7 separate regions of the Mus musculus genome follow, and all the other regions are linked to region 3. The links are chromatin contacts, called in public ChIA-PET, Hi-C, HiCAR-type and promoter capture Hi-C maps. All regions are on one chromosome and are shown on one strand. The core of a region is the stretch at or near the end of the contact, and the rest is flanking DNA. Distances in the headings are between cores, read along the strand shown. Region 1 overlaps Entpd5 (ectonucleoside triphosphate diphosphohydrolase 5). Region 2 holds the start of Zfp410 (zinc finger protein 410). Region 3 holds the start of Psen1 (presenilin 1). Region 4 holds the start of Coq6 (coenzyme Q6 monooxygenase). Region 5 holds the start of Abcd4 (ATP-binding cassette, sub-family D (ALD), member 4). Region 6 holds the start of Entpd5 (ectonucleoside triphosphate diphosphohydrolase 5). Region 7 holds the start of Lin52 (lin-52 homolog (C. elegans)).

Evidence for each region. Promoter capture Hi-C pulls out the DNA fragments that hold promoters and counts their contacts. A called contact is a pair of places that touch in the nucleus more often than the background predicts. ChIA-PET counts read pairs in DNA pulled down with a chosen protein or histone mark. HiCAR-type assays count read pairs that join an accessible place to other places. Capture Hi-C pulls out chosen DNA fragments and counts their contacts.
Region 1: a promoter capture Hi-C map of liver shows a contact between it and region 3, with 2.2 times the contacts expected there. The contact joins the enhancer-like site here to the promoter of Psen1 in region 3. A contact is called at or near these places in 6 of 39 promoter capture datasets (the C10 cell line, hippocampal neurons, liver and 2 more) and 1 of 9 other capture datasets (embryonic stem cells).
Region 2: a contact with region 3 is called in an RNA polymerase II ChIA-PET map of memory CD8 T cells, with 22 read pairs. The contact joins the promoter of Zfp410 here to the promoter of Psen1 in region 3. A contact is called at or near these places in 4 of 39 promoter capture datasets (cranial neural crest, liver, maxillary cranial neural crest and 1 more), 3 of 484 Hi-C or Micro-C datasets (cardiomyocytes, cortical neurons and liver), 6 of 115 datasets of contacts at active chromatin or transcription factors (astrocytes, bone marrow-derived macrophages, large pre-B cells and 2 more) and 1 of 9 other capture datasets (adipose tissue).
Region 4: a promoter capture Hi-C map of liver shows a contact between it and region 3, with 2.3 times the contacts expected there. The contact joins the promoter of Coq6 here to the promoter of Psen1 in region 3. A contact is called at or near these places in 3 of 39 promoter capture datasets (hippocampal neurons, neutrophils and pre-B cells), 2 of 115 datasets of contacts at active chromatin or transcription factors (astrocytes and memory CD8 T cells) and 3 of 9 other capture datasets (adipose tissue, embryonic stem cells and liver).
Region 5: a contact with region 3 is called in a Hi-C map of CD4 T cells, with 4 times the contacts expected there. The contact joins the promoter of Abcd4 here to the promoter of Psen1 in region 3.
Region 6: a promoter capture Hi-C map of pre-B cells shows a contact between it and region 3, with 3 times the contacts expected there. The contact joins the promoter of Entpd5 here to the promoter of Psen1 in region 3. A contact is called at or near these places in 5 of 39 promoter capture datasets (the C10 cell line, hippocampal neurons, liver and 1 more), 1 of 484 Hi-C or Micro-C datasets (CD4 T cells), 2 of 115 datasets of contacts at active chromatin or transcription factors (astrocytes and microglia) and 2 of 9 other capture datasets (adipose tissue and liver).
Region 7: a HiCAR-type map of astrocytes shows a contact between it and region 3, with 3 times the contacts expected there. The contact joins the promoter of Lin52 here to the promoter of Psen1 in region 3. A contact is called at or near these places in 8 of 39 promoter capture datasets (the C10 cell line, cranial neural crest, erythroid cells and 4 more), 1 of 484 Hi-C or Micro-C datasets (double positive thymocytes), 2 of 115 datasets of contacts at active chromatin or transcription factors (the SCID.adh cell line and astrocytes) and 2 of 9 other capture datasets (liver and macrophages).

The regions. Positions count from the first base shown.
Region 1 is chr12:84,383,717-84,386,697 of GRCm38.p6, forward strand. Entpd5 (ectonucleoside triphosphate diphosphohydrolase 5) reads right to left here. Exons shown (of 16, transcript NM_001026214.2): 9 at 2,422-2,510; 10 at 2,081-2,160; 11 at 1,432-1,493; 12 at 503-604. Among named protein-coding and RNA genes, the nearest start is that of Coq6, 23 kb to the left of the region's middle. Within about 2 kb of position 1,270, at least 72 of the 459 cell types and tissues checked have an H3K27ac peak or open chromatin away from gene starts, as enhancers often do. A contact at or near this core is called in liver, where this site is marked.
Region 2 is chr12:84,315,520-84,318,439 of GRCm38.p6, forward strand. It overlaps Zfp410 (zinc finger protein 410), which reads left to right and starts at 1,340. Exons shown (of 12, transcript NM_144833.4): 1 at 1,340-1,655. It overlaps Ptgr2 (prostaglandin reductase 2), which reads left to right. Exons shown (of 10, transcript NM_029880.3): 10 at 1-313.
Region 3 is chr12:83,686,731-83,689,577 of GRCm38.p6, forward strand. It overlaps Psen1 (presenilin 1), which reads left to right and starts at 1,422. Exons shown (of 12, transcript NM_001362271.1): 1 at 1,422-1,563.
Region 4 is chr12:84,360,621-84,363,820 of GRCm38.p6, forward strand. It overlaps Coq6 (coenzyme Q6 monooxygenase), which reads left to right and starts at 1,348. Exons shown (of 12, transcript NM_172582.3): 1 at 1,348-1,617. The coding sequence starts at 1,431. Fam161b (family with sequence similarity 161, member B) reads right to left here and starts at 1,208. Exons shown (of 9, transcript NM_001358283.1): 1 at 1,072-1,208. The coding sequence starts at 1,125.
Region 5 is chr12:84,616,116-84,619,295 of GRCm38.p6, forward strand. It overlaps Abcd4 (ATP-binding cassette, sub-family D (ALD), member 4), which reads right to left and starts at 1,351. Exons shown (of 19, transcript NM_008992.2): 1 at 1,168-1,351. The coding sequence starts at 1,205.
Region 6 is chr12:84,407,518-84,410,443 of GRCm38.p6, forward strand. Entpd5 (ectonucleoside triphosphate diphosphohydrolase 5) reads right to left here and starts at 1,512. Exons shown (of 16, transcript NM_001026214.2): 1 at 1,453-1,512. It overlaps Bbof1 (basal body orientation factor 1), which reads left to right and starts at 1,551. Exons shown (of 12, transcript NM_028377.3): 1 at 1,551-1,738. The coding sequence starts at 1,665.
Region 7 is chr12:84,449,959-84,452,973 of GRCm38.p6, forward strand. Lin52 (lin-52 homolog (C. elegans)) reads left to right here and starts at 1,550. Exons shown (of 6, transcript NM_173756.4): 1 at 1,550-1,585. The coding sequence starts at 1,555. Aldh6a1 (aldehyde dehydrogenase family 6, subfamily A1) reads right to left here and starts at 1,066. Exons shown (of 12, transcript NM_134042.3): 1 at 931-1,066. The coding sequence starts at 981.

The DNA.
Region 1 (2,981 bases), core at 20-2,519, 700 kb after region 3:
GTAAGGCATTTTCTCAATTAGTGATCAAGGGGGAAAGGCCCCTGGTGGGTGGGACCATCTCTGGGCTGGTAGTCTTGGTTCGATAAGAGAGCAGGCTGAGCAAGCCAGGGGAGGCAAGCCAGTAAAGAACACCCCTCCATGGCCTCTGCATCAGCTCCTGCTTTCTGACTTGCTTGAGTTCCAGTCCTGACTTCCTTTGGTGATGAACAGCAGTATGGAAGTGTAAGCCGAATAAACCCTTTCGTCCCCAGCTTGCTTCTTGGTCATGATGTTTGTGCAGGAATAGAAACCCTGCCTAAGACAACAGGTGACAACAGACTCCTACCGCTACCATGGAACTCAGAACAGTATGCAGAGCGGGAGCTGCCTTGCTTGCTGGCCCTGGACATACCAACACCTCTAGAATAAGTCAAATCTCCCCTGGGCTCTGGAGTCTTCCTATAGGACTTCCCAGAACAGGCACTAGGAAGGTAATTTTAACCAGTGAAGAAACACCATTCACCTTCTTGGTTACCACCATACTGGTATTTCACACCCCCAAAGATCCACTCTGCTTCCAACCATCTTGGTAAACAGGCACTTCGAAACGTATGTCCATCAGTCCCTGAAAGAACACAACAGGAGAAGGCGGTCTGTGAGAGGGAGATAGAAGCAAGAAGCTCTTGTGGCCGATGGGGTGAAGGGGACTTATAATCTTGTCAGAGTAGTCCCTCGGCTGTGTCCTGCGACATGGAGTCTTCACAGGCTTTGTGGTAGTGGTAAACTCTCTAGAGCCAGAGGCAAACTTCATGCACATTTGCCAGGGGAATTATAAAGCTTATCACATCCCAAAGAAATAAAAACCCCATAGTAAAGTAAGTTCCTCCCTGTAATGGAGGAACATTCCTCCACTGGTAGTTGAGAGGTTAAAAGAGACACGCTTGAAGATAACCCGGCAAACTGAAGTGCTCTGTGCGCCTCAGCCCAGAACCCACTTACTGTGAGCACTGTCTGGGTGCATTAGACACACACTCCTGTGCAAGGTGAAGAACAGGGCACAGAAGGGTCACTGATTTGTCCCCAGCCACACAACTGGGACTGCAGCCAATTCTGCCTGTGCCCAACAGTGAAGACAGAAAAGGAATTGCTCAGTCACTCCACTTGGCAAACAGAAAAGACCTGGTTTCCTGACAAAGGCTTGGGCAAGTTCCTACGAGACACGGTGGAGGTTCCAGCCTTGTAGCTACAGGTCCTTACTCCTGTGTAGTAACCTTTGCTCTAAAGGTGATGAATGCACACCACAGCCCCGGCAGCTTTTATGTCTGTTATGCAACACACACTTCCCAGGCCAGCACAGCCCTTTGCTCCATAGGAAGAATGCCAAGCAAGGGAAGAGGGCGAGCTGTGTTTTGGCGTCTCCCAGTCTCCCACCACAGACTGGGACTGACAAACCTTTTGCTTCCAGGGCTCCCAGAGTTGCCAGTCTTGCAGCTTTCAGTCCAAATCCCAAGTAACTGAAAAACACAAGGTTGACAGTTTCAGGCTGTCCTAGATGTTTTTAGCCCACAGCCGCCTTCTTCAAATGTGACGTGGTTTCTCTGACTCCCTGGGAAGGATGGAAGCTTTGCCCCATCTCTGTGCTGTATTTGCTCAATGGACACTAAAGGAAGACTTCTGTAGTCTGGGCTAAGATGTGCAGTAAGACCTGCTCACAGGTGTGATACCGAGGAATGAGATTGTTCCCGGTGGCCCAGCCTGAGAGCCATCCCCAGAAAAGCTCTTATCCATTGCAGACTGGTCTCTGAAGCCCAGAAGCCCTTACTGAATGAGTTGGTACAGAGCGCTGGCTGAGGTCTGAGCCTTCTTCACATGCAATCAACTAAAGAGAAACTGACTCTTACATCACATACGCTTGAGGCCCAGACTGGAGATGCCTCCTAGGTTTCTCAGGTTTGGTATGGATTAGGTTTCAGTAGACAGGGCTTAGGGGACTGGCAGAGGCTTTCTGAGGCTGGCAAGATACAGTGACAAATATTAAAATGCTTTGAGAAGTAAGGAAAATGACATAATGTGAACTGTTATTTCCCCTACCCCTCCTCACCTATGTGTATAGAGCTTAAAAGTGCTGTTAAACATCTCAAAGGAAGTGAGGTAGCCCCTAGGTGTTTGTTCCAGGGTTTTCTGCAAATCAGAAAGAGCAAAAAGACTATTCAGCACCTGCAATCATAAGAAGATTATAACACCGCCATCCACAACCCTCCCCTAAACCAGACATGGGGAAGATTAAACGCCATGTCTCCCAAGGCTCCAGGAGCCAGAGAGACTTTCTCCAGTCATTTATCGACTCTGTGACCTAGTCACTGTAGAGCTGTTGTCTCAGAGCAGCGTGATACTTAGCTTTCTAAGTGTGTTGCCAGAAAGGCCTGGATAAAAATGACTCACCTCAAACTGGGGTAGAAACGTGATTTGGGTGGAGGCACCCCCCAGGTCAAGGGTCCCCACAGTCTCCTGGCCACGACCATGCAGCTGACCTGTTAATGAGAGCAAGGGATGAGTGAGTACCCCGGCTACCCATCCATTCTCTGCAGGTTCTCTCCTGCTTACTGGACTCCAAAGCTGTCTTGTGAAGACCCACTGCCCCCTGAACCCAAAGGCTGGCAGGCTAATGTAAACGCAGAGCCTCTTGAGCCGCTGAGGCCTTGAATGCAGACTGTAGAATTAGCTTGTCTCTCTCCCCTCTTCTTTTTTAAAGAAGGGGTTTTTTCCAGTTTTAATTCTGGGTATGTGTATGGGTCTATACAGCCGAGTGTGGCTGCACAGAGCTAAGGCCCTGGAGCCCGAGTCACAGGCAGCTGTAAGCCACCCGAGTGGTGCTGGGAACTGACAAGGAATAGACTGAACTGCTCGCCATTTCTCTGGCCCCACCCCCTTCTCTCAATCAAAGAACAGTACAGGAAAAGAGAAGTGGATTTTTTTTTACCCTCCTGGTCTACCTGTAAAAG
Region 2 (2,920 bases), core at 90-2,589, 630 kb after region 3:
CTGTATCCCCATTCTGGGCTTATACTTTGGAGAACTAATAGATATAAACATCACTAAGAGTTTCACTGATGAAAGTGAGTCGGAGTGGTCAGGGCAGAACACTGATCAGTACTCTAGGGGCTCTGAGGTCAATCCCCAATGGTACCTTCCCACAACAAGCCCCAAGTAATCAAGCTCCAGAAAGCTATAGGATTAAGTAAATTAACCAATGGTTATAGACATGACTATTCCAGATATACTGATGTATCACATTTGTTTTCTTAATTTTCTCAACCTTTAGAAAAATAAAACTGGAGATGTTTTCTGAGTATGACTTATGACCACTTTTTTTTTTTACAGTCAATATATTTTAGAGGCAAAACAAATTAGCAGCCACTAAATCAAATTTTGCAGCGTTCTAACCTTGTTTTACATACTTTCTCTGGACCCCAGTTTTTCTTTCTGAACAGTTCTTCATCTCTTCATATAGTGGTAACTGGTAAATCTTTGTTTTTTAATCCTTTCTTAAATTTTAGGATTTTAGCTCCTAGTAAACATCTCCTTGCCACCCCAAGATTTTTGTCCCAGATACTGTGTAGGCCAGTTGTCCTTGTCATGGCCATCCTCAAATGGGATCACAGTCATGCTTCTCAGTGCGCAGGACAAACTGTATCGAGGAAATGTTTTCTCCCGGAACATTTTGTACCAAAACTATGACTCCCTAGCTCATCCAGACTCCTGGCTTATCTCTAACTTGAAAATGAGCGCCTTCAGAGAACATTATATCTCACAGGCACTATCTTTAGTCCCCTACTCTTCCACACCGCATCATGTTTTGTTGTTGTTGTTGTTTTTTGTTTTTTTGGACAAGGTCTCAACTATGTAGCCCTCGTTCACCGGGAACTCCTGGAGTACTGGGATTGCTGGAGTTACAGGCGTGTGCCACCACTGCAGATCTTAAGTTTCATGCAGTCAAACTCGAAAGTTTCAACAAGAACTATTATCCAGCTTGGAACTTAGTTATCTGAGCCCTCAGTCAGTGCATCCAAGATCTCTGGAGAATTCTTAAATGTTTCTAACGCTGTACGTGTGCCTAAATTCACACCCAGTCCTAGGGGCAATGCAAGGCTTGATTTCCAGGTCCCTCTTTGGGCCATGAACATTTCAGGTGCTCTTCATGGGCTTTTGGTGTTTCGGGAGCTGTCACAGGTCCTCAGCTCCGGAGAAAGCTACCCTCCACCCCGCGCCGTCTCACCCATCCCAGCCGCCGCGGCCCCTGCTGAACAGCTCCGCTCAGCGGGAAGGCAGTGACGTCACGGCTAGACTGCACTGACCTGGTTTCAGATTTCGCGGACCTGAGAACCCTGAAGGGCAGACAGGAGGGGACGGGGCGCTGCGGTTCCTCGGCCGGGAGGGAACCCTGTGTGTGTCTCGGGCTGTGTATGCGTGTGTATGTAGCGGGGAGCGAAGGATCGCTCTCAAGCAGCGGCCCAAGAGTCAGCGCCTCCTCCTGAGAAACACCCGCGGGCGGAGAAGAAAGCGAGTGGGTATGTTGATGGGGGGCGGCCAAACTTCCTGTCCCGCTCTGGAGCTGCTTCCGGCGGGAGCCGGAAGACGCCGTGTGTGGACGGGATTCGGGGCTGACTGACGGACGGACGGCTGCCCGAGACTGGAAGGTGAGCTCCAGGCTAGTGTAGCCACCCCCGCTCGGGTAGGTGGTCCCGCCGAGAAAGGAAGCCACTTATGGGGTCTGGGGATCTAGAGCCGGGTTCGCCCCCGAAGGGCGCAAGGAAGCCGTCCCCCCAGACTCCCCCAGGCGTCTAGCGGGCGGGGAGCGACCGGTCCGAAGCCCGGCGGCTGCGGCCCTAACCCCTTTGGGGATCTGGGGCGCACCGTTTCTCCTCCTTTGCTTGTTCTTGAGGGAGGGAGCTTGGAGACCAGCCTGCCCCCCCAGAACGCGGGAGTCAGCGAGTCCCCCGGGCGGAGGCTCCGGACTGCACCCGCGGCTGGGCCCGCCCGCAGACCTAAGGGCCTTCGGCTGAGGCCTTTGTGCTGGCGGGAAGGGTTGACAGCGGTGCCCTGCCCGCGTTTCACCCAGGGCTGCCGGCACCTTTCCTGGGTCCACTCTCTGCCTTGGGCTGGAATAGGGAAGGGACGTCTGCGGACCAGAGCCGGACCTCTGGGGTCTCCTTTGCCTGTCACCTCAGGCCCGTGTGTGGGCAGCGAGTGTTTGCAGCCAGGATGTGTTTTGCTCGTTCAACTTGTTCTCTGAAGTTTCTCAAAAGAAGACGATCCAATTAGTTTATTAAACTTTATCTCACTTGCTCATGAGGCTCTGAGATGTACTTAGGAACCATTTGGGAGTGAAATATTATTGATTTGGGGTTAAGAGTTCATACATTTACATTACATTAGACACAAAGATCAGTGGAACATATGTAAAGAGAATAAAACATAGTTTGAGGTCAAAACGCGCAATTCTGGGTGTTTGGCGTTGAGAAATTACACTTTGTGGCAGATACAGGGCAGCCAAGCATCAGAAAATGTGGTTCTAATTTGAGCTTTGTATCCCAGTAGGTGTCAAATTTAGGTAAATCCCACAATTTCTAAGGTTTTTTTTGGGGGGGCAGTGGGGGGAGGAGTATGTCAGTGAAGAGGTTTACCGTTAAGGGCTGGCCATTATTCTGAGATACTAAACTGCATATGGAGAGTGACAAGCAGAAAGATACTGAGAAATCTAAACAGCATCACAGGAGTCACTTTGGGGTCTGGTTATTATTAATTGCTGGGATTATTAAAACATGTAGGATGAGAGGCACTGCTAGGTAAAATTTGCAGCTGAGTGGGAAGATTGGGCAATAAATAAAAGATAATTCAAGAAGAACAGGTTTGGTAGGGGAGATGATAATCCGTGTTTAGACATGGTTTGGTTTGACATGCT
Region 3 (2,847 bases), core at 172-2,671:
TCATGGTTGTGAGCCGTCATGTGGTTGCTGGGATTTGAACTCAGGACTTTTGGAAGAGTAGTCAGTGGTCTTAACCACTGAGCCATCTCACCAGCCCCATTCATGAGTTTTATAACCTAGGTGAACTAAGATTTGTTGTAGGACAGTGAGATTTTTTTATATATATACCAGTACTCCACGAACATCTTTGCACAAAAATGTTTGTCGAAATTGCTTCTCTGTATAGTTTACAGCATTTGCCATTCTACCAAAAGATCGCAATTAATGTAGTTTGCAAATGGCTTTTAGTCTATGCTTGTTTAGCAAGTGTATTGAGCTTGTTCTGTACTGTCTACAATTTTCTGCCTTCTTCCCATATAAGTAAATGATTGAGGGTATAAGTAAATGATTGAGGGAAAACTACCCAAGGTTATGCTATGTCTCCTCCCAGTTGCCATTCCGCTGGCGGAAAAGACTAAAGTATCAAGATCTTAAGCATGAAAATAGTGAAGTCTGAGTTTATTGAAGCAGGGTTGAGAATGTTGGGAGAAAATGGAGATGGATGCTCTACTATTTAGAACGAGGCCTTCTGGGAAGTAGAAAAAAGGAAGTTTGACCCAGTGTATCTTAGTTTGACCTGTAATTTGCTAGGAATCCCAGTCCGATTTCAACTCACTGTCCTGCCCCATCTCCTCCTGAGTGTTATGATTTCAGATACAACACCATCCCGATGTATTTGTCTCTGTTGGGAGTAGAATCTAGTTCCTCGTGTGTGCTCCTTAAGCACATTAGCCGTTTTCTGGTTATTTGGGATTATGAATAATTTCTCTGTTGTTTTTTGCCCAAGTGAAATGTGTGGTGTGCTGTTGATAATTGTCTCTCCGATTAAGGAAAATCTGAGGGATGTAAAAATCAAGATAGGAAACATTCTTTGCTTTCTAGAAGCTTGCCATCTGGGAAGACTTTCAGACTCGGAACCTAGACTAATAGGATATTTCTCAGGTTCTGTTTACCCACCAATCGCTTTGGTTTATTGAGAGTACAAACAGTAAATTTTATCCGTTTTGAGGAACTGTTCAAATAAATACTGTGGAGAAATGGGAAGTGTTGGATTTAAAATGTCACTACAAAACAAGGCACGGTGTCCCCACACATGGAAACCAAATAAATAGGTTCAAGCCCATCCTTTCCTACAAGGTATGTTTGATACCGGCAGGGAACGCTCGAATCGCAGTCTCAACCAAAAACAAGGGAAAATGTCACTTGTAGACTGGAAGAACGCTAGACGCGCCTCAAACCCTAGAGAGGCCTCAGGTCGCGCACATCCTTACATCTATGCGAGTGGATTAGGCCAGCTCCAGCCCCCAGCCCTCGTGGCCTGCGCGCGCCACCGGAAGCTCCGTCCCCTCCCGGGTCTAGGGGCCAACGTCGCCGAGGCCGGAAGTTGCGACACCGGTGAGACCTCTAGGGCGGGGCCTAGGACGACCTGCTCCGTGGGCCGCGAGTATTCGTCGGAAACAAAACAGCGGCAGCTGAGGCGGAAACCTAGGCTGCGAGCCGGCCGCCCGGGCGCGGAGAGAGAAGGTGCGTGCCCAGGGTGTGCGGGGCGGAGGGTGTCTCTGCCGGTCGTGTTCACCGTCGCCTGCCTGCCGGGGGTCCGGGCGGGCCTGTGTCTCCGAGGGCCGCGCTGCGGGCGTCTCTAGGGATGAGGGGCGGGGTCCAGGCGGGCGGAGATCGAGGAACCCCGCGTGGGAAACGGGGTGAAGCCGGTTTCTCGGAACCCAGCCGGGGCCAGACTGAGAGCAGCCTTCTCCGAGCTTTGGTACCCCGGAAGTGCTGGCTTCCCCGGGCGGCCGGGAGCAGATGGCTGGCATCAGGGGTGGCCTCTCGATCAGAGTGGAGCTAGAGATAGAGGAAGCGCCCTAGGCTGGGTCGCCTTGAGCAACTGGTGAAACTCTGCGTCTGGTGCCCCGAGTGTGTCATAGTCCAGAAGTGAGTGAGTGGCACTCGGGGCTAACTTCTCAGTGTGTCTGTTGGCAGGCGAAGAGTCGTATGGCGCTTGTTCTTTCTTCAGAACTGTCACGATGCATGTGTCTGACGCTTGTAGGCGCCTTTAGTGTTTGCTAGTTCTTCCCTTTCACGTTTTCAAATGTGGCACTGCCGCGAACAGAGGCTCAGGCACATCCGCCTGGTAGTGGAGGACGGAGTGCATGAGACAATTGAGGTAACTTTTTACATAACTAGGAGAAATGAGAGTTCCAGTAACAGAAACGTAGAAGAAACGTGAGCAGGACAGGCGATCTGTTCAACTAACGCATAAGATTGACTGGGTTCAAGTTTGGAGAATGAGAGAGAAATAAGGAAGTTAGGCAGTGGTTTGGAAATAGTACTTTTGAAGTGACAGCGGGTGAAGATGGCCTGAGGTCAGAGCTGTAAACTGTAAACATGGGTCACTTAAGTAGATTTGCTGTTTGATGTTGGAGCAGAGAACTGGGTGGACACTTAGGGAACACAACAAAGAGCCAGGTAGAAGGAGGACAACGAGGCTGCTGAGGAGGACGAATGCAGAAACCACAATAGTGCAGTGTCACAGAAGCTGAGAAACACGGAAGCTTCAGGGAGCATTGTCAGCGATAGGAATGAAAGGCCTGGTGTTGTTTTAGAAGGATCTCTGTACCATTGTACCCTTGAAAGATGAGCGTGAACCACAAATACTAGTTTTAAATGTTCCCACAGACACTTTTTTAAAAAATTTTTTAGAGGTTTATTTATTTATTATATGTGAGTACATTGTAGCTGTCTTCAGACACCCCAGAATAGGGCATCAGATTTCATTACGGATGTTTGTGAGCCACAATGTGGTTGCTG
Region 4 (3,200 bases), core at 98-2,597, 670 kb after region 3:
GTGACAGGGTCAAAGGGCGACCTTGAACTCCTTATCCTTCTGCTTTAGTAATTTGAGTTGTTGGGATTACAAGTTTGAGCCATAATGCTGGCTCTTTCGTTTTAAAAACAACTTTATTGAAACACAATGTCCATAGTGTACAAGTGAGCCATTCAAAGCGTACTCTCCTCCAGTTTCTAAAACAGCCAGGGTCATCTAGCAATCACAGTAGAAGTCAGACCATTTTCACCATTCCTCTAAAGCAGTGTCCTCAACTGTTCTAATGCATCGACCCTTTAATACAGTGTTTCATGTGGTGGTGAGCCCCAACCATAGTCATTTTCATTGTTAATACTGTAATTTTGCTACTGTTATGAATTGTAAGGTAAATATCTGATATGCAGGATGATCTTAGGTGAAACAGATTGAGAATCTCTGCTCTGAAGCACCAGTGTAGCATTTAATTGTCACTTATATCCCTTAACCCTCCCACATCTTCCTCTCAACCTGTCAGCCCTAGGCAACTACCAGCCTACTTTCTGTTTTCAGAGATTTCGGGGCAAATTGCTTAACCCATCTCTTTTCTTTTCTAGAAAATGGGTTTGAGAGGATACAACACATTAAACACATTCAGTTTAATGAATTTTAATATATTTGAAGAGCTGCGTTTCGGTGCGTTTTCCTTACTCTAAAACGACAACAAAAACCTTGGAAGCTTTTAGAAGTCTCTCCTCACCTCCTCAGCCCTTTTAGAAGTCTCTCCCTGTTTCTCCTCACCTCAGCCCCATGCAATGACGCGCCCCCTAGATTTGCCTTTTCTGGATAATCATATTAAGATAGAGATCGCTTTTAAGATTTTCAAGGTTAATTCGTGGTTTGTTATTAGTACGATTCCTGATATCAGAGCCTGGTACAAGACACAAAAGACCCACGTCCCCCAAGACTGGTTCTCTAAGTGCCCAAGCGCTGCCAATTTTAATTCTTCGCCCTTTGATGACACGCCCCTGACTCTGTCTCCACGGCAACGCTAAACAGTTTCCACTCTTGAGGATTCCTTGCTGAGGCATCCGACTTCCTCCTTTCTCCACTCACCTCACGGCTCCACTCGGCGCACTCAGGACCTCCCGCAGTCCTCCCCACAGTCATCTTCCTAACTAGAGAGAGAGAGAAGCAGAGGTGAAAGCAGCAGTGACAACCGTGACAGCGGCGCCGGCGGTTAGGTACTGCTAGCCACGCCCCTTCATGGCTTTAGCCTTGGATTGGCTTCCAGTCTTTAGTCTGTTCCGCCCAATGAGGCAAGAGCGTCTTCTGATTGGATAATTTTCTTCAACTATTTTATTTCCGGTTTTGAAGACAGGGCTAAAACCACACAAGGTTGACGACTGCCCCGGAAGCACTTTCCAGGACCTATCAGGGAGAAGTCCCGGGCGCGGGCGCAGGCAGGAGTCATTATGGCGGCCCGCATTGGCTCCATGGCAGGCTTGCTCTGCGTTCGCTGGTGGAGTTCCGCGCAGCTCGCAGCCAGAGGAGGCCCGCTAGTTGCCAGCCAGCGATGGGCGGGCTCCTCGGCAGACACCGTGTACGACGTGGTGGTGTCAGGAGGAGGCCTAGTGGGCTCTGCCATGGCTTGTGCCTTAGGTAGGTGCATCTCGACCGCGGGCTGGAGGATCTGGGCTGTGGAGGGACGGTACTCACAGTGGAGGTCGGGACGCTGTCCAGACACCTAACGTGCCTGACCTGGTGCTTTGCTCACTGTCCTTCCAGGGGAGTCCTCGGGAATGGCATGGGTTCTGCGGGATCACAAGTGGGCGGGCCTTTCTAAGTCAGTCTGACCCTTGAGAACTGTCCAGGATTGTTTATGAGCACCTCGAGAGGCATCGGGCTTTGTAGTATCGGATGGTAGATCGGATTGACCTCGAAATCACAGAGATCATCTTCCTCAGTCTTCTGAGTGCTGGGATTAAGGCCCGCGCCCCCACTCCTGGTCTTAAAGCTGCTTTATTAAGATAACATTCATCTAGTTATAAGTGCTCCCACTTAAAGCGTACAGTCCAATGAGTTTTTAGTATTTTTGCAGAGCTATTCAGTACCTACAATAAGTTTTATTACCGTTTCCTTACTTTATAAAAAACCAAAAAGCAAAAAAATAAAAAAAGACTTGGAATTCATTAGATGTCACTCTCCACACTTCTGCTCACCTTCTCAGCCCTACAGACTCTCCTACTTTCTGTCTATAGATTTACCTTTTCCGGATAGTTCTATGTAGTTGGAGATATACTCTGTTTTAAAGGTTAATCCAGGTTGGAGTCTGTATCAGACAGCTTTTGTTTTGAGAGCTGATGCCATCCTCAATTGTGTTGAAAGTATGCTTGGTTTTCACTTTTGGCCTGTAAAGGAATGATGCTAGTAGGGACATTCTGTGTGCAAACTTTGGTGTGAACAGTGTTGATCATCTCGAGGCTATTCTCTAGTGAAATCTCTGGGTTATGTGGCAATGCTGATGTTTTGAAGACCTGCCAGACTTTGAGAGAGTGCCCCAGTTTATGTTATCATTGACAGTAGATGAATGCTCAGGTTTCTCCTGACCCTGACAGCACTATCTGCTGCCTTTTTTCTTTGTCCTCTGAAGTTCGTAGGAAGTGGCTTGTGTTTATATTTCCCTAATGACCAATGGTGTGGAATATATTTACCAAGTGCTGGCATGATGTAGCACCGTTTCTGGGCCCTTCGAAACTTTAGCATTCACATTTTGGTGGCTCGCTCTTGTGTTAGGTTTGTGTGTATGTTTTCCTTTGTACTGCATCCTTCTCTCGCTCTTTTCTGAGCGTCACGGGGAAGGAAGACAGCAGCTCTTTTACTAACGTTCACACACAATTCTGTTTTGTTATTGTTTGCTTTTCTGTCTAGCAAAGTATTATATTTTAAAACTCAGGAGTGACTGTTAAAATCATGGTAGTAAAAAGCATGGTGTTTTTTGCAGGAGGATCAGAAGTTCAAAGCCATCCTTGGGTTACATAGAATGCAAAACTCCCAAAACAAACAAAAATATGTGACTAAGGTATTTCCAATAGTCTTTTTGTTTGTTTGTTTGTTTAAAATAAGGTGCTGTGTAATCTTTGCTGGTGTGGACCTTTAACTGATCCCGCTGTCTCTGCCTCCCAAATGCTGGGCTCCCAAGCACAGGCTGTTACTCCCGAGTTATAAAGGCGCTTACTGACTTT
Region 5 (3,180 bases), core at 101-2,600, 930 kb after region 3:
AATAAATGTACTAAGTTAGCACAGTGTAGTTGACAAGATGGCTCAGCCAGCAAAAGGTCCAAGTGTTTGTCGCCAAGATCTGAATTCCAGCCCCAGATCCCACTGCGGAAAAAACCAACTCCAAAACCTGTTCCCTGATCTCCATTCCTGTGTCATGGCACACATATCACACGTGCATGTGCATGCGCCCCCCCCCAATAAAATAAAAATAAAGTTATTACAATAGGATACCATCTTACAGGGCTGGAGGGATGACTCAGCAGTTAAGAGCACTGACTGTTCTTCTGAAGGTCCTGAGTTCAAATCCCAGCAACCACATGGTGGCTCATAACCATTCGGTAATGATATCTGCCCTTTTCTGAGGTGTCTGAAGACAGCTACAGTGTACTTACATATTATAAATAAATAAACCTTTAAAAAATACCATCTTACATACATCATTTAGATACATATTAGGAAAAATAAACTAAACAATACCAAATATGGGGATGGTTATAAGGGACACTAGAACCTTTATATATTGCTGTCAGGAACTATAAATTGGACGCGACCACCCCAAAACATTATAGAATTAAGTATGGCTCAGCATTCTATCCTGAGGTGGATAACTTAAAGAGAAACCATCAGTATCTATCTATCAAGAGACAATTGCCAGGATATTCATTACGGTGTACTTTGTGGTGCTTGAAATACTGGAAGTAATCCAGGCATCCTTTACTAGGGAAATAGAATCTATCCAGGGTGACGCTGAGCACCATTCAGGAGTGAAAAGTCATATAGCATGGATGACCTAAAAAACCCAATGCTCAGTTTAAAAACTTCTCTCTTTTAAAAAATCACAACATGATTCATGAATCCAAAGTCAACATATATTTTAAGGTAACAGGATAATTTAAGTAAGAGGGTCTGAAAAAAATTAATGCAAAGGAGGGTGTGCCAAGAGCAGATCGGAATTGAGAACGAAAACTAAGGGAGGAAGATGCCAAAAGAGGGGGGTCCGCAGTACCTAGAGTGAGGCAGCGTCAACTCCATTCTGTGCAGCCAGGGTTCCAAATAGCCCAAACTGAAGGAAAGTTGCAAGGAAGGACCCGCAGGGGAGCAGCCCCTTCCCCACTGCCCAGGCAGTGCGTCCCTGACAACCCGGCCGTCCTCACTAGCCCTGCTCACCTGGCACCAGCTCGGGCCGTGGGTCCCGGGACCGCCATGACCCGGGATGCAAGCGACGAGGCGACCGAGCAAGCCCGGTGTCCTCCCCGGGCAGAGTCCTCAGAGCTCGGGGCCCCGCCCTAGGAGGAAAGGGGTGGGACTCTGGCGACCACAGAGACGCGCTAGATAGAGAAGACGGCTCCGGCGCTGTGGCCGTTCCCGGAAGCGCAGCCTTTCCTGAAGAACAAGAGAGTAGCAAGAGGTTATAGAGCTGGCCGGGTGGCCAGAGCGTCCCCTGTGGGGCTGGGAGGTTTCTTTTGCCAACTGGTAGTTCCGAGTGTAACTTTCTCCCAGAGAAGACAGCGTGATCTGTTTTTTAAAAAATTAATTAATTTAAAAAATACATATTTATTTAGTGAGCTATGTGTGTGTTCACGCGAACTGTGAACCAGGGCGTAAGTGTCAGAGAACAACTTTGAGGAGTCAATTTTCTCCTTCCATCATGAGGGCTCCCGAGGAGCCAACTCAGGTTGTCAGGATTGGCGAGAAAAGCCTTCATCGGGTGAGCTGGCTCCCTGGTCCCAGCACGATTTACAAGATTTTCTTGAAAATGTATTTTATGTATAGGAATGTTTTGCCTGCATGTATGAGTACCACGTGAGTGCCTGGTGCCTGCAGAGTCCAGAAGAGGGCATTGGAGTCCCTGGAACTCTAGTTACAGACCCAGGGCTTCTGAAAGAGCAGCCAGTGCTTGTAACCACAGAGCCATCTCTCCAGGACGTCCCATCTCTCCCCAGCGTGATTTTGTTTGTTTGTTTTTTGTTTGTTTTTCGAAACGGGGTTTCTCTGTGTAGCCTTGGCTGTCCTGGAACTCACTTTGTAGACCAGGCTGGCCTCGAACTCAGAAATCCGCCTGCCTCTGTCTCCCAAGTGCTGGGATTAAAGGCATGCGCCATCATGCCTGGCCAGCGTGACTTTTTTTTTTTTTAAAGATGTATTTATTATATGTAAGTACACTGTAGCTGTCTTCAGACACACCAGAAGAGGGCGTCAGATCTAGTTACGGATGGTTGTGAGCCACCATGTGGTTGCTGGGATTTGAACTCTGGACCTTTGGAAAAGCAGTCGGGTACTCTTACCCACTGAGCCATCTCACCAGCCCCAGCATGATCATTTAAGTCGGGTAGATGTGACTTAGTGGTAAACGACTTGCGTGTCATACATAAGGCCCCAGCACTACAGAAATAAACATATAAATCAGTTTTCCAGACATATATGGCAGCTCAACCCTGTAATTCTGGACCTGAGGCAGTAGAGCAGGAGGATCAAGAGTTCCAGATATGCCTCAGATACATAGAAAGCGCTGAGTTCATGATTAGCCTGGACAACAGGAGACCTGCCTCAAGGGGAAAAAAAAAAAAAAAGGGTAGAGGATCCTCACTTTACATTTGCAGTTTTCAACACTACTGATTTATAGTGGGTTTCTGGTTTGGTTTGGTTTAGATTGCAGCTGTTTTGGTTCTTTTGGTTTATTCTGTTTTTGTTTTTGTTTTTTCTTCCCGAAACAGTGTTCCACTGTGTAGCCCTGGCTGTCCTGAAACTCGCTCTCTACACCAGGCTAGCCAGGATCTCAGAGATCCACCTGCCTCTGCCTCCAAGTGCTGCGATCCTTAAACGAGAAATGTATGAAATGCTTATAGACTGACTAAAGTGCCCAATGAGAGATTCAAGGAAACAATAATGGCATTTCACATTTGCATCTAAATGTATCTTCCTAGCTCTTGATCCTTAAGGTCAACTCTGGAACAAACACTCAACAAGTCAACAAAGTAACAATTACCAGTTGTTTTCAGAGCCTTTTAGACTTGCTTAGTGGCAAGCTCAGTTATCTTTACAAAGCTTCGTGTCCATGACAAAGATACCAAACAAACAAAGCAAATAGGCTTCCCCAACTTCAACACTAATGACTGTTGCGCCTGTTGGGCCTGGCCTTTGTAGGGTGAGTTGTAGGAGACTGAGCAATGTCTCAGGACT
Region 6 (2,926 bases), core at 262-2,761, 720 kb after region 3:
AGAACGTCCATATATATAAAATAAAAATAACGGTGAAAAAAATAAACAAAGACACTTTTATTTTAAGTCAAAATTTTATGTCTGAGATAATCTGTAGAAGTATATTCAAATGGTAAATGTGGGACTGGCTTTTATTTACAACCAATTTTTGTAAAACAAACAAACAAACAAATAAATAAAAAGTCTAAATATACATACCTATGACAGAAAATGCCCCTACTCCCTTTCTGCTAGTTAGCAATAGGTGCTTTATAGATTGCTTCTCAGAGGTAATGTACATTATCTAAGGGAAGGTACATGATGTAGAGGTGATTCTACTCATAAGTTCATGGCATGTCACCAGAAATATAGTCAAAATAGGCCATAGCCGTGCTAGCAGAAGGTTCAAACGGTTTCCAAGGTCTCTCATCAAATCTACTTGCTTACTCTAACCGCAAAATTTACAAACCACACAAACCACGCCCTCTGGGGGGGGGATGAGGTGGGAAAAGAGAGATTTAGAGGTCAAAGATGTCACCTTACAGTTAGGGGCTTAGTAACTAAGGTCTCCCTAGAGAGAGGGGAGGAGGAGTTCTAACAATGATGTTTCAAAATAAATGTTAAATGAAATTTGAAGCGGAGTGATAAAGCAGAACCGCGCTTCACTCCCAAGCCTATTGACAAGGCAGCCACAATACCTGTCTTCCGTAATGACTCACTCACGCTCAGTGAATGAAGACATAATCACAGGGTTCCTCTTCTGAACCAACTAGAATACTGGATGGAGTACTACTCCTCGGGAACCCGGGTGCGAGGCAAGTGCTTGCAACTTTATGCAACTTGCAGCAATGGGACTTCAGGCACTAGAGGATGTGGGCGATGTTAACTAACAGGAACCTGGCGGTCGGCTGGAGCCAAGCACCTGCCACCTAGATCCGGGGACCAACGATCCCCCCCCCCCCCCCCCGCCACACCGCTCCAGGCAGGGGAGCCAGAGTCTGAGCACCGGAGCCCGCGGACCCTCGGAGGCTGACAGCCTCACTCAAGCCACCGCCCTCGGAAAAGTCAACTGCCTCCCTGAAAGCGTTTGGCCTGGGATGTCCCCGGGTGCACTGTCCTCCAGGGAGCCCGCGAGACAGAAGCGAGGATGGAGGGGAGGTAAGCATGAGGCGGGCAGCGAGGGCGCCGCCACCGAGACAGAAGCAGGGATGCGGGCAGGACCGCCACGGTGGCCGCGCCAGAGGCTTGGAAGATCCGCCCGCCCGACTGGAAGCGCTTCAAGCCTCACTGGCGCCGCTCCGATGCGCGCGGGGCGGTCGGAGAGCCGCCGGCCATGGAGCCTCAGGGGGCGCGAGACAAGTCGTGGGAGGCTAAGACGCCGCAGCCCCGCGCCCGACACCCGCCCCTGCCGAGCTCCCGGCCTCCCGCCCGGCTCCAACCCCGGGAGCGCCGCCGAGGCTCGTGCACACTCACCGCGCGCGCCGCCCTGGCGCGGACGCCCGCCGCCTCGGAGCGATCTCCGCCCCGCCCCTCGCCGCGGTCACGTCACGCGCGTGCGCCCTCCGCGTGCCCTCAACGGCGCGGAGGACGTTAGCCCTTCGGCGTGGTGGTTTCCTTAGAGACGGAGTCGGCCCAGGTGGCGGCCACCAGGACACCAGCACGGTGAGACTCCCGCAGAAGTCAAGATGCCGGCGAAGGACAAGAGGAAAGACAAGAGGAAAGACAAGAGGAAAGGCAAAAACAAAGGCAAAGAACCAAAGTAAGAGCAGCGCAGAGGCTCCCCGTTCCCCCTGCCTACCCTTGTCATTTTGCGGCGCTAACTGGATGCCTCTGTCAGGCTTTTGTGGACAGCTCCTGTTCATTCTTGATTGGCCCTAAGATCTGAGAGCTCTCCATTGTGAGACTGATATAAACACATTCTTTTCTATTCTAGCTCTTGTCTGAGTGGTTAAAGTTGTTCCTTGGGTCATTCAGGAATCCTCTTGGGATCAAAGGGAGCACGCGAAATGATTTAACTGGACGGATCAGTACACACACAAACACCACACACAGAGACACAGAGTGAACAGCTATAGCGCTAACCCCATGGATGGTCCCTAGGAATTGTTGCTAGAATGTCAATAGAATGACTGGGCTACAGGATGGTTCCTCAGGACTTTGGAGTCACACAAGGAGTTCAACGCCGTAGATGAGAAATGCAAAGGGATCGCTTAAGCTTGTGACTGTAATGTGAATTCTCTGGAGACAAGTTAAGTAACACACACCTCTGGTCGCATTGCTCTGGAGGCTGAGGCAGGGAGATCACAGCCACTGCTACATATGGAGACCTCGTCTTTAAAAACAAGTCTGAGTGTAGTTCAGTGATAGAGTGCTTCTTGTGCAGGGTCCTAGGTACCATCTCCAGCAAAGTAACTTAAGAGAGTAACTTTCTTTTTAAAAAAGATTTGTTTATTTTTATTTATATGCATACACTGTATGCTGTCTTTAGGCACACTCCAGAAGATCCCATTACAGATGGTTGTGAGCCACCATGTGGTTGCTGGGAGTTGAACTCAGAACCTCTGGAAGAACAGTCAGTGCTCTTAATCTCTGAGCTATCTCTCCAGCTCTGTACCACAGTGTTTTGTTAATGCTGGTGCAATCTTTATTTCAAAGGACTTTACCTTTTGAATCCATCCTAGGGCCTTGATGTATACTTACCATGCATTCTACTTCTACTTCTACCTGATACATGCATACCATGCACTCTAACTTTACCTGATGTATGCATACCATTCAGTCTTCTTCTTCCTAATGTATGCTTATTATACATTCTACTTCTACCTGATGTATGCTTACTGTACATTCTGCTTCTACATGTCTACATTCCCAAGGTCTTACTTTTTTTTTCCCCCATCTCTGCATCAATGACTATGGTGTGTGTTTTTCAGGCATCCTTAAAGCCTGG
Region 7 (3,015 bases), core at 300-2,799, 760 kb after region 3:
CCAGGAACAGAGCAAGTCTTGCCTCAGATTCTAAGTCCATGCTAAGATGCAAACACAGGGAAAAGCTATAATCAAAGCTGGGGATCGCCGGCATACAGCTTCTGGAACTCTACAACTTCCCTTGCGCGGCGTCCGTGGGGTTCCAACTGCAGCCTAGAAGAGGATATGTCGGCACTTGAGAACTGATTTTCGGAAGGTGTCTTCCTAGGCTCTTATTTTCTACCACCTGTCTGGGGGAATGTTTAGTCTTTTGAATGAAGCAGTATTAGCAAAACCACATGCCCTTATTTACCTCCAAAAGTTTAACTTCGCTGAGAAAGTTTAACTTGGCCCAGGGCTTGGGAAAAACACTAAAAGCCAGAATGTTTGTGAAAACTAACAAATGGCTGCCTTTTTGATATGAAAACCTAGGGTACATGTCTAGGAGATTCAAAGTTCCTTCTCTGATCTTAGTTCCATGTCCTTAATGAGCTCCCATCCCCTCTTGCCTCACATAGAGGCTGGATGGGGGGAAGGGACGCTCCTGGCAAAGGAAAGTACTCTATGTACAGCGACCAAAAGGAGGAGTTTCTGGGGCACAGAGGTGGCTGGTACAGAGGTGAAAGAGAGACCGTGGGAGGAACCAAAAAAGAGAAAGCAAGCCAGCATGTGACAGCAAGGACTGAGCTGGACTGGAGGTGGGTGGGTCAAAGCTAAAAAAGAAAAGGCTCAGGAGTAAAGGGGAGTGGGGAGCAGGCGTGACCGTCCGGGGCTGAATCTCGGGGCCAGGCGGTACAGAGTGACAGCCCTGACGCACGGGTCTGGTGGAACACAAGGGGCTGCAAAGAAGGGGCTGGGCCAAGAAGTCTGTCCGGCAGAAGCATGGTTTAGAGACGGGGCGGAAAGGACCCATTTCTAACATCATGGTCCCTCGTCGCCACCCTCACTCGCCTGCAGGATCCGGGACCGCATTGCTGCCGCTGCCGCCACTGCCGCCGCCATGGCTCACCGACTCTGCCCAGCTCGCCTGCGTCTCGGCTGCCAGTGCCTCCCTTGAAGCAACACCGTTAAGCCACGCCCAGAACACGACCGAGCCTCTCCATTGGAGGGAAGGGCCACTTCCTATAACCAATCACTTGTCGGAATCTTTGACTCCACCCATCATTCCCACCCCTGGGAATAGGTGATTGGTCAAAGGTGGAAGCGTTCTGGGCTTCTCTCACTTTATCCTATTTTTGTTGGCGGAAATATGGAGACGCCCCCTCGACTTGGTACTGCATAGTAAGCACACAGGGAAGACGCCCCCTAACCGGGAACTCCGATTGGCTGTAGGTAGGCTCTCTAAGGTCCCGCCCCCTTGCTAAGGAAAGTAAATAAGGTCCTTGAAGAATTTTGCCTGCGTTCCACTTTAACCACTCCGTGGGTGGGGCTGCTGTCTGGGGTGGGACTAGGCAAATGTTACCCTATGAAGTAGGGAAACGAGACCGGGCTGTGAGCTAAGGATAGGTTATCCCTGCTAGGGGCGTGGCTTGCGGATCCTCGCTTTCCCGCCGACGGTTGGTTACGTCACGTGACATGGGCTGGAAGATGGCGTCTCCCACAGACGGTAAGAGCCGGCTTGGAGATTGTTGGCCTGTAGTATCATTATTTGCTTCTCTGGGAACTTCCTCTGTCCTCACCCTTACTCTTTTTTTCTTGCGCCCCTCTCCTTTCTCTCCCACTTTTCTCCTTTGGGGTATGCCGGCTTTTCAGCTAGCAGGTGCCTAGTACCAGGTCTCCTTGCTGTGTACTAGGAAGGAGTCCATCAACCGGAGTCCCTATGGGGGGAAAAAGGACAGAGGTCGCTCCGGCCCATCGGTGATGCTGAGGGTTCAAAAGGAGCTGCTGAGGGGAAAGGGAACTTTCTTTTTGAACAGGCCCATTGGAGTGTTGGTTCTGTTCTCATCTCAGTAGAGCTGGTACGTATGAGTCTCTCAAGCTCTATGGCTGTGAAGTGTGAGTGGTGACTGACATGAGGTCTAGGGTTCATTCCTCTACCGAGCCGGCAGAGAGAGAAGCTTGTCTCCTCAGTTCAGGTCCGTTGCCTTGGCAGCAGGAGGTGCGGGGACCTGGTTTCCTTGCCCTGAGTCCCGAGGGAGTGAAAATTCGGCTTGTTAATGTCGCTTCTCACGCTTCTCAACTCTTCCTTAACTCGTCACCCCTCTACTTTATGTGTTGTTTCCGTAGGCTGAGGGCAGGAGCAATTCTGCTTATTCTGTCTTCTAAGACGCAAGTCATCTCAGTAGACATATAGGTGTTCTTGATATACCCGTATGCTTTTGCTCGCGGTTTTGCTTTAATATTTGGAATTGCTCTTCTGTCATTATTCAGCATCTCAGTTTATATAGTTATTCTGTTAACTTTGCACTTTGCCCGGGCCACACCCAACTATAAATTCCAATTCTGTCTTATTTCATTAATTTAGTCCTAGGGTTTTTTTTTGGGGGGGGGTTGTTTGTTTATTTTTACTATTTATTTATTTATTTTGGTTTTTCGAGACAGGGTTTCTCTGTATAGCCCTGGCTGTCCTGGAACTCACTCTGTAGACCAGGCTGGCCTCGAACTCAGAAATCCGCCTGCCTCTGCCTCCCGAGTGCTGGGATTAAAGGCGTGCACTACCACTGCCCGGCTAATCCTAGGTTTTAGAATAATGCCTGTAAAGGATTTGGCTTTAAGTTAACGTTTATCCAAAAGTAAAACTGGCCTTGGTGTGTGACCTCTAATTCTAGCTTGGGAGATTGAGGCAGGAGGTTTGTTGCTTCAGGCTTGCCTAGGCTGTAGAGGGAATTGTAGGCAAATCGTGTCTAAAATAAAAAGTTGGTTTAGTTTGTTGGTTGTTTTGTTTTTGTTTTTGTTTTTCCTGAGACAAGGTTTCTTGTATAGTCCTGGCTGTCCTGAAACTTGCTCTATAGACAAGGCTGGCTTTGAACTCAGAGCTCTTCCTACCTCTGCCTCCCGAGGCGTGCACCACCATAACACAGCTTAAAATAAAACGTT